Linked DNA regions of Mus musculus: region 1 is linked to region 2. Evidence: chromatin contacts called from public Hi-C data. All regions are on one chromosome and are shown on one strand. Each heading gives the region's core, a stretch centred on a gene start, on an enhancer-like site or on the middle of the called end of the contact. The rest is flanking DNA. Distances are from core to core; before and after follow the strand shown. Region 1 has its middle 170 kb from the start of Armc1. Region 2 overlaps Gm30789 (predicted gene, 30789).

What was found. A called contact is a pair of places that touch in the nucleus more often than the background predicts.
Region 1: a Hi-C map of cerebellar granule neurons shows a contact between it and region 2, with 2.6 times the contacts expected there. The contact joins two enhancer-like sites. A contact is called at or near these places in 1 of 484 Hi-C or Micro-C datasets (cerebellar granule neurons) and 3 of 115 datasets of contacts at active chromatin or transcription factors (astrocytes, embryonic fibroblasts and heart atrium).

Annotation. Positions count from the first base shown.
Region 1 is chr3:18,987,775-18,991,578 of GRCm38.p6, forward strand. No RefSeq gene overlaps it. Among named protein-coding and RNA genes, the nearest start is that of Armc1, 170 kb to the right of the region's middle. Within about 2 kb of position 2,292, at least 10 of the 459 cell types and tissues checked have an H3K27ac peak or open chromatin away from gene starts, as enhancers often do. A contact at or near this core is called in cerebellar granule neurons, where this site is marked.
Region 2 is chr3:18,624,266-18,627,643 of GRCm38.p6, forward strand. It overlaps Gm30789 (predicted gene, 30789), which reads right to left. Exons shown (of 4, transcript NR_166210.1): 4 at 1-1,788. Among named protein-coding and RNA genes, the nearest start is that of Gm30723, 8.6 kb to the left of the region's middle. Within about 2 kb of position 1,361, at least 188 of the 459 cell types and tissues checked have an H3K27ac peak or open chromatin away from gene starts, as enhancers often do. A contact at or near this core is called in cerebellar granule neurons, where this site is marked.

The DNA.
Region 1 (3,804 bases), core at 1,042-3,541, 360 kb after region 2:
GGTATCTATCCAGTATTGATATGGATGGATGGGTGGATGGATCGATGAATGATGGATGGTTGGACCAGGACAGGAGAAAGACTTTCCTTACAATGAAATGCCATCTGGTTATTGTAAAAGCAATGTGAAATCAGAAAATCAACATTACTTCAGTGAGAAACATCAATGGCCCCACAATTATGAACAGGGCATAGTAGTTTTACAATAGGCCCAGCGTGATCTTAAAAGCTCAAGATTAGTGTTACAAAGGCCTGGGAAGGTGGCTTGGTGGGTAGTGTACTTGCTGCGCAAGCATGAGGATCCACGTTCTGATCCTCAGTACTCAAGTACAAAGCCAGCAGTGACAAACAGCTCAAGGCTGTTCCCAGAGATGAGGAGTGAGAACAGGGGCTGGCTCCGTGTTCAGTAAAAGATCCCGTCTCCCAGAGGAAAGAGGCGAGTAACACAGCAAGACAGCAAAGTCAGCCTCTGCCCGACACGTGTTGCCTTTGCACCCACCAGGTACCGACTCACAACAAGCACAATGAAGATTATTAGCACAGCAAAAAGACAAAATCATGTGCCATTTGTTAGAAGCCAGTGACAGTGACAACACAATGAGTTCTTAGATGATCCTTTAAAAAATATGCAGAGCCTGAATCTCACCATGAGGAATGAAAGCTCAGAACTACTGTGTAGAACAGCCTGTAATTCCAGCTCTCAGCAGGATGAGCCATGATCTCAATAGAAAGAAAGAAAGAAAGAAAGAAAGAAAGAAAGAAAGAAAGAAAGAAAGAAAGAAAGAAAGAAAGAAAGAAAGAAAGAAAGAAAGGAAGAAAGAAAGAAAGGAAGGAAGGAAGGAAGGAAGGAAGAAAAAAGAAAGAAAGAAAGAAAGAAAGAAAGAGAGAGGGAGGGAGGGAGGGAGGGAGGGAGGGAGGGAGGGAGGGAGGGAGGGAGGAAAGAAGAAGAAAGAAAAAGAAAAAAGCCCACAAAACTGGCATGTTCTCTTTAGAGGAACCAAGGCCACCGACTAAAGAACAAAGTGTAGAACTGTTCCAGACAGGGCAGGTTTCCAAAGGCATGGCGACTCAGCCCAGCCCAGCCCGGGGCCTATGGGTTCCCCAGCTGTCATGTCATCTCTGAAAATAAGGGCTGCTGAGGTGAATACACTTGAGAAGATGGTCTGCAACAGTGGAGCATCATGTCTGCAGCTTGCTCTCAGATGGTTCAAAAAAAAAAAAAAAAAAAAAAAAAGACCTGCTTCTTTCTTGCCACTTTTCTGTAAACTTGAAATTATTCCAATTAAGATGAAAAAAGCAACCACTAATTTCTAGAACAGCAAACACTATTTTAAAACCATCTATTCCTAAGTCTTTTGTAACAACCAAATGACTTAGTACCTACAAAACACTCAGCACAATGCCCTGGGCAGGCTAAAACCTTTAAATTGCAGCCAAATGCAGTACAGACATACGAGCTCTGAACTATTGGCTATATGCTATACATATCCAGTAAAGTTAAATGAAAGGATTCAATCACATTGTAGAGCTGTTTCCCCAAGAAGCAAATGTCAAGACCAGATAACCTTGATGGCGCATGTGTACTTAATTATGCAGAGTTGCACGGTGCTAATTACCATGATTCTTCCACCCTTTCCCCGGGCAGCTTCCTGCTTGAGATCATTTGTTAGGTAAAGGATGGTGGGAGAAACATCGGCAAAGCTTCACAGAGCTTGATTAAATGTCGCACGTTTCTGGGTTCCTTTTGCTAGAGCTCTCTCTCAGAAGAAGAAGAAGAAGAAGAAGAAGAAGAAGAAGAAGAAGAAGAAGAAGAAGAAGAAGAAGAAGAAGAAGAAGAAGAAGAAGAAGAAGAAGAAGAAATAGAAGAAAAAATAAAAGAAGAAATAGAAGAAGAAACTGACTTGAAGTATCTCTCCCAAGGGTGCTTCTCTGGCTGGTTCCAAATGACCAGCTCGGCTTACTGCATCTGAGGACAAAGCTCGGATTCAGCCAAGTTTTGATAATAATAGTTAACCTCAGCTAGCTTTGTCCCTTTTCAACTCCAATTTTGTACTTTACTCCACATCCAAAAATATCACTCCAGGGTTTGACACAGCCTCCTGAAAAAAACAATTCGCTAGAGCTTATCCTGTGCTAAGTTCCTGTACCTTCAAAACTGCCTTTATTTAAAAACAAGAAACGAGGCAAAGAAAGAAAATCGCCAAGAGCTCAGCCGCGATACCGCATATTCTCCCCACACTGCACCATGTCTGGCTCGCTCAGCTTGCTCTGACATCGAGGGGCACGCTGCCAGCAAAGAGCCACATGGACTGCCGAAGGGAATCACAACCTGACCCTCTCATCTCCTGCTCCTCCCCCTTCTCCAGGGCCCCACTGCCAGCTTCACCAACAGTTAATTGTCTTTTCATGCAAAGACTTTGACAGCTCCTCTCCCACAAACCACACTCGAATCTTACCCCCTGTATAGTTTGGGGAGGGGAATGTTTCCATTTTTAGGACAGCATAAGACCTGGCCCATTTAATTTAGAAATTAATAATAATTCTGAGCGCTCTCTTCTCTGTTCTGGAAGAGCAGTGAAGCCACTCTGAAATGAGGCATTTACTACTGTGCCTGCCAGGACAAAAACAGATGGACCAAAAAAGTTTAGATGGATGAATCTGAAAAATTGGATGACCTTTATTATACCCCAAAAGTTATAAAAAATTAGAAGTGCAAAACTTACAGTTGCCAAAAGTCTCTCCAATTTGCAATTTTCATATTGTGAATGCAGACACAGGAGGAAGCATTTCCTGTCACTCTCTAGGCCGTCCAATGTCATTGCCTAGGCACTAGCCCACAGAGTTTCCTTACCTGGAAAAATCAAGAGAATGGTTTGATCGCCAAGGCTCCTTCCTTGATGCAGTAAGGAGATTAGGGAATTTATGTCACGTGATATTCTCAGACTGGGTGCAGCTCTTTAGAATTTGAGCCAAATGAGACCAGAACCTAGCCTGGCTCTTGAGTAAACCGCCTAATGCCATGCTGGTTGCTGACTCCAACCGATGCTACCGTCCACCCAGATTCACCCAGCATCAAGGTGATGTGGAAACTGCAGACTTGTACGATAAAAGTGGATCCGTATAAAGGTAGCCACAATTAGAGTCCCTTTTTCCTGTTAATCCTACCACCACTACTGAGGTCTGGGGACATTTGCTGCTGTTACCAATGCCTGCATTAGACACTTAACCTATAATATATGGTATATAGATATCATTCTCCAGTATGATATGACTTAGTAAACACAGAATAGAGTTGCCCAAAAGGTCGGAGATATGTGATCAAGAGTCTGGGAGTGGGGAAGGAGCTGAGATGGCTAGCCTCCTCCTGTGGGAAGGCTCTGAAGCCCTGAGGCAGGCTGAGTAGAAGAGTGCCTCAGCCTGAGAGCAAGATACTGAAAAGAGGAAGCAATTCCAGGCCCTGGAGAAAGGCAGAGCCTTAAGCCATGCACTACCATGTGGAGGGTCGCTAGATGGTCCGTGGAGCATTAACTTTCGTACTGGTTCTGGTGGCTCTGATTGGCAGCAGATCACACACTTGGGGGAATTCCACTTCACACCAGTCTGAAACACTCCACCAATGTGACAACAAAGAGAAGCCCCAGGTCTTTTTCATCTACAATCTCATGGAATCCAGTTGATCCCGTTATTTTTATTGATTTCATTTCATTTGTTTTTAAAATGCTATCCAGACAAGAATGCTTCATATAGGCAACCTTTACCTTTGATCTCCTTCCCAAAATATTAATAGTAGACACAAAACCCAATC
Region 2 (3,378 bases), core at 111-2,610:
TGGGTACTCAGCACTCAGTAGGTATTACCTACTAAAGAACAAGAAAACACAAAGGGTCTTTTGTTCTTAACAAACCACACTTCCCTTTGATATGCAGTAAGTTAGCTCCACTCTTATACTCTGTGAAAACACAGTCCTTCCCCCCAAAGAGCAAGACTTTCCTGTCACTCAAAATAGGAGCTTTTCCCCGTGTTTTCTTGAATTTCACATACACAAATCAAGGATGAGTCCCCTTTAGATGCATTTCTATATCACTGCACCAGAATCCTGGCATTCAAATTGTACCTATAATAAGAGTAGAGAATTCCCATGGAAATCCAGGGCCGGGTGACTCAGTATTTCTCAGCTGTCAAACAGTTTACATTGTGGGGGATGAAGCAGGAGCAGGGTTTGGATCTTAAATGAAGCAAGCCCGCAACATTAACTAGAAGGTTACAACTTTTTAAAAAGAGAATGGACGAAAAGTTAGAAGGGGTAAGTTCCCTCAGCCAGCTTGTAATAGAAAACTCCAGGACCAGACACAGATCCTGGAAACTTTAGAGAAAGAAGATTGGAAAAGTCTAGTTTTGCTTTCAATCTCCGGTCCTGGCGATTGGGAGGAAGAACAACAGTGGAACTGTGCCAAGGGATCAGGAGGGAGGAAGAGGGGCGCCTGCTCTCATCAGGACCCGCCCTCCCTGACCTGAAATCAGTGTCCTTACTTCTCAAAAGATGGTAGTGGATTTGAGTCCCACTGCAGGTTAGCTGTTCCTCATTTCCCTCCATTTATAAGCGGTTGGGGCTTCTAATTTTTTTTCCTCTGGGGTTAGGAGAAACGGAAATTTGTTTAAACTTCCTGACCCCTGCAGATTCCCTGTGATTTGCTCAAAACAAAACAGTATCTCTGCATTTCTTCAACCTTGTGCTCAAACCCAAAGGAACCTCCACATAGTAAACAGATACAGAAAGAAAACACACTAGCTCTATCAAGAAAGAAACCTGCTCTGAACTCGCAGAGACAACTCCCTGCTGGAGTTTCCCCCTTTCCTTTCTTCCTTTCTTCCTTTCTTTGTAGCCACGTCTCCATTCTACAACACTTACTGGTTACTTAATACCGTTTACATAACCACTGCCCCGTACACATTTGCATTTTATATTTGCGTTCAAAAATATCCGCCTAAAGTTGGGCAAACTCCGGCTGCAGAAACCAGGTCCACTCTCCCTGCGTTTGGGTGTCCCGGGTACCTGCCAGCTGTGCGTCCTCGGAATTGAGGACATCGTGTTTTCAATTTTCTTCAATAAAGCAATGAATCTGGCAATTTGCTGGCCTGCTTCAGCTAAACAGAAAGGACAATTTGAGAAGGATCATAGTTCAGGCCCAGTCAGACGGAAACGATTGAAAACAGAGAGCTGGCCGCTGTGGTTCCCCAGTGCAGCGCGCTGTCGCAGTTTGACTGACAAACTGACTTTTTCGAGGTGCTCATGCCCATTTCAGTCAGAGTTTATTGAAGGTGATTTTGATCTTCTCCATGAGGCCACAGCAGTGGCCGTGCCATCTGTCACCTTGATTGCATCGTGGATTCTCTGGAGAGAGCGCCATGGCTCCTGATCACTTACAGATTGTGCGGCTTTCTCCTCCATACGGACCACATGCGCAGAGCCAGATGGTGAACATAGACGCTGATTATAAGTCTTTATCTCCGTGCAGGAAGGAGAGGAACTATTAGGTTTCCCTCAGGAGCTCTGCTCCTCTCTACCCTCATGCTGCTCCTCCGCAAATACAGTCTTCTTCAGCTGTCATCGGCCTACCTTGGAAAATTAAAAAAATAAACAATAATTCCATCACCGGGGCCGGGAACCCAAGCTGGTGCAGCAGAGCGGTCCCCTGGCCTTGCTCCCCTTCTCACAGGCCCCGCCCCACCCCCACCGCCTGTCTGCCTGTCAGCATTAGGTACAAAGAAGTTTGTTTGGGAATTAATATGTTAGTTTTTGAGAACTCGGGAGGGACCCACTATTTTAAATGAAGCCTCAGGACTTGCAGCTTTCTTGTGTGATTGCGATGTGGCTTCCATTGCATTGTGCTGTGTGTGCGCTTCCATTTAGGGAGGATTTTTATTTGTTTGTTATTTTTAATTCATCTTACACGTTTTTAAATTGTAAGCTGTTTTTCTGAAATAATCTCAGGAGAAGGGTTACTCACATTTGGGTCACAGCACAATCTCTGGGAGAGATTCAGAGGCAGGTGACAGTGAGCCCGAGTTGGAAACCTCTAGGTGTAGTACTGGAAAGAGGCACCGAGGCAAGAGGTGGAGATCTGGGATAGGCAGGGGCCCCCTGAAGCCCAGCATAGATTCCACCTCAAAGCATCACTGCCAGCAGACAGTCAGGAACCCGTCTCAAAGAACATGACGGAAGTGTAGGGTGTGCAAGCACCAACACCACTCAGAGTTTACATGAACAGCTAAGAAAGGGGTTCTCCGTCTTCTTGCTTTTTGAACATTATTTTTACAAGTTAAAGAATATACAGTTAAAAAACTATTTCTTTCCTTTACATACAACCCCTCCATGAAGATATAAGGATATAGGACATGTCTTGGTCCGCAGCTCACTCATAAGCAAAAAGCTCCTGCCCTTGCTCTCATAGGTCTCTATTTCTTTTCTCTCTCCCTTGCACACACACCCTGTCAGTGTGAGGGATATCCCCTCCCCTCCCCAAGTGAGCAGCTGTCCACAGAAACCAGGCAACAGATTCCAGTGACCCATGACCTTGAAGTCTTGCCGATTTGGGTCATTCATTAAGAATAACTGCCATCAACCCAACAGCCTACAATTACCAGTACCCAATAGCTTTGCTCAGACACTAAATATGAGTGATTCTGGGGACAGTCACCCAATCACTGCTGGCTTAGGTTGAATTGGCATGGAATTCTCTGTCTTTGAGACAAGTGGGCCACAATATCACACAAAGTGTCCCTAAGGGAAGATTTTTCCAGTGTATCAGGCTCTGTGGTGGGCAGGACACAAGAAAGAATTGAGAAAAGCATTTTTGAGAAATAACAGTAAACACACATATGCATATGCATTAGTGAGCAAACACACACATACACACACACAAGCACAGACACACACACCCACGTGTGCACAACAAACAAATGCCTTTCCTTCTTACCTACATTTCCTCAGAAAATAACCAATTCCAAATCACCTCCTACACTCAGGTCAAACGCTATTTCACATGTTTTGCTTAGCTATTAGAAATCTTGCCAGTGAGTATTGAAATAAAAGTCAATAGTATTCTCAGCAGAATCAGTTAAGAAAAGAAAATCGAAAATAAAAGCTCATTTAATTCATGAGTTCTATGATAAGGCAGTCACCTGCCTCCGTTTCTGTGACATGAAA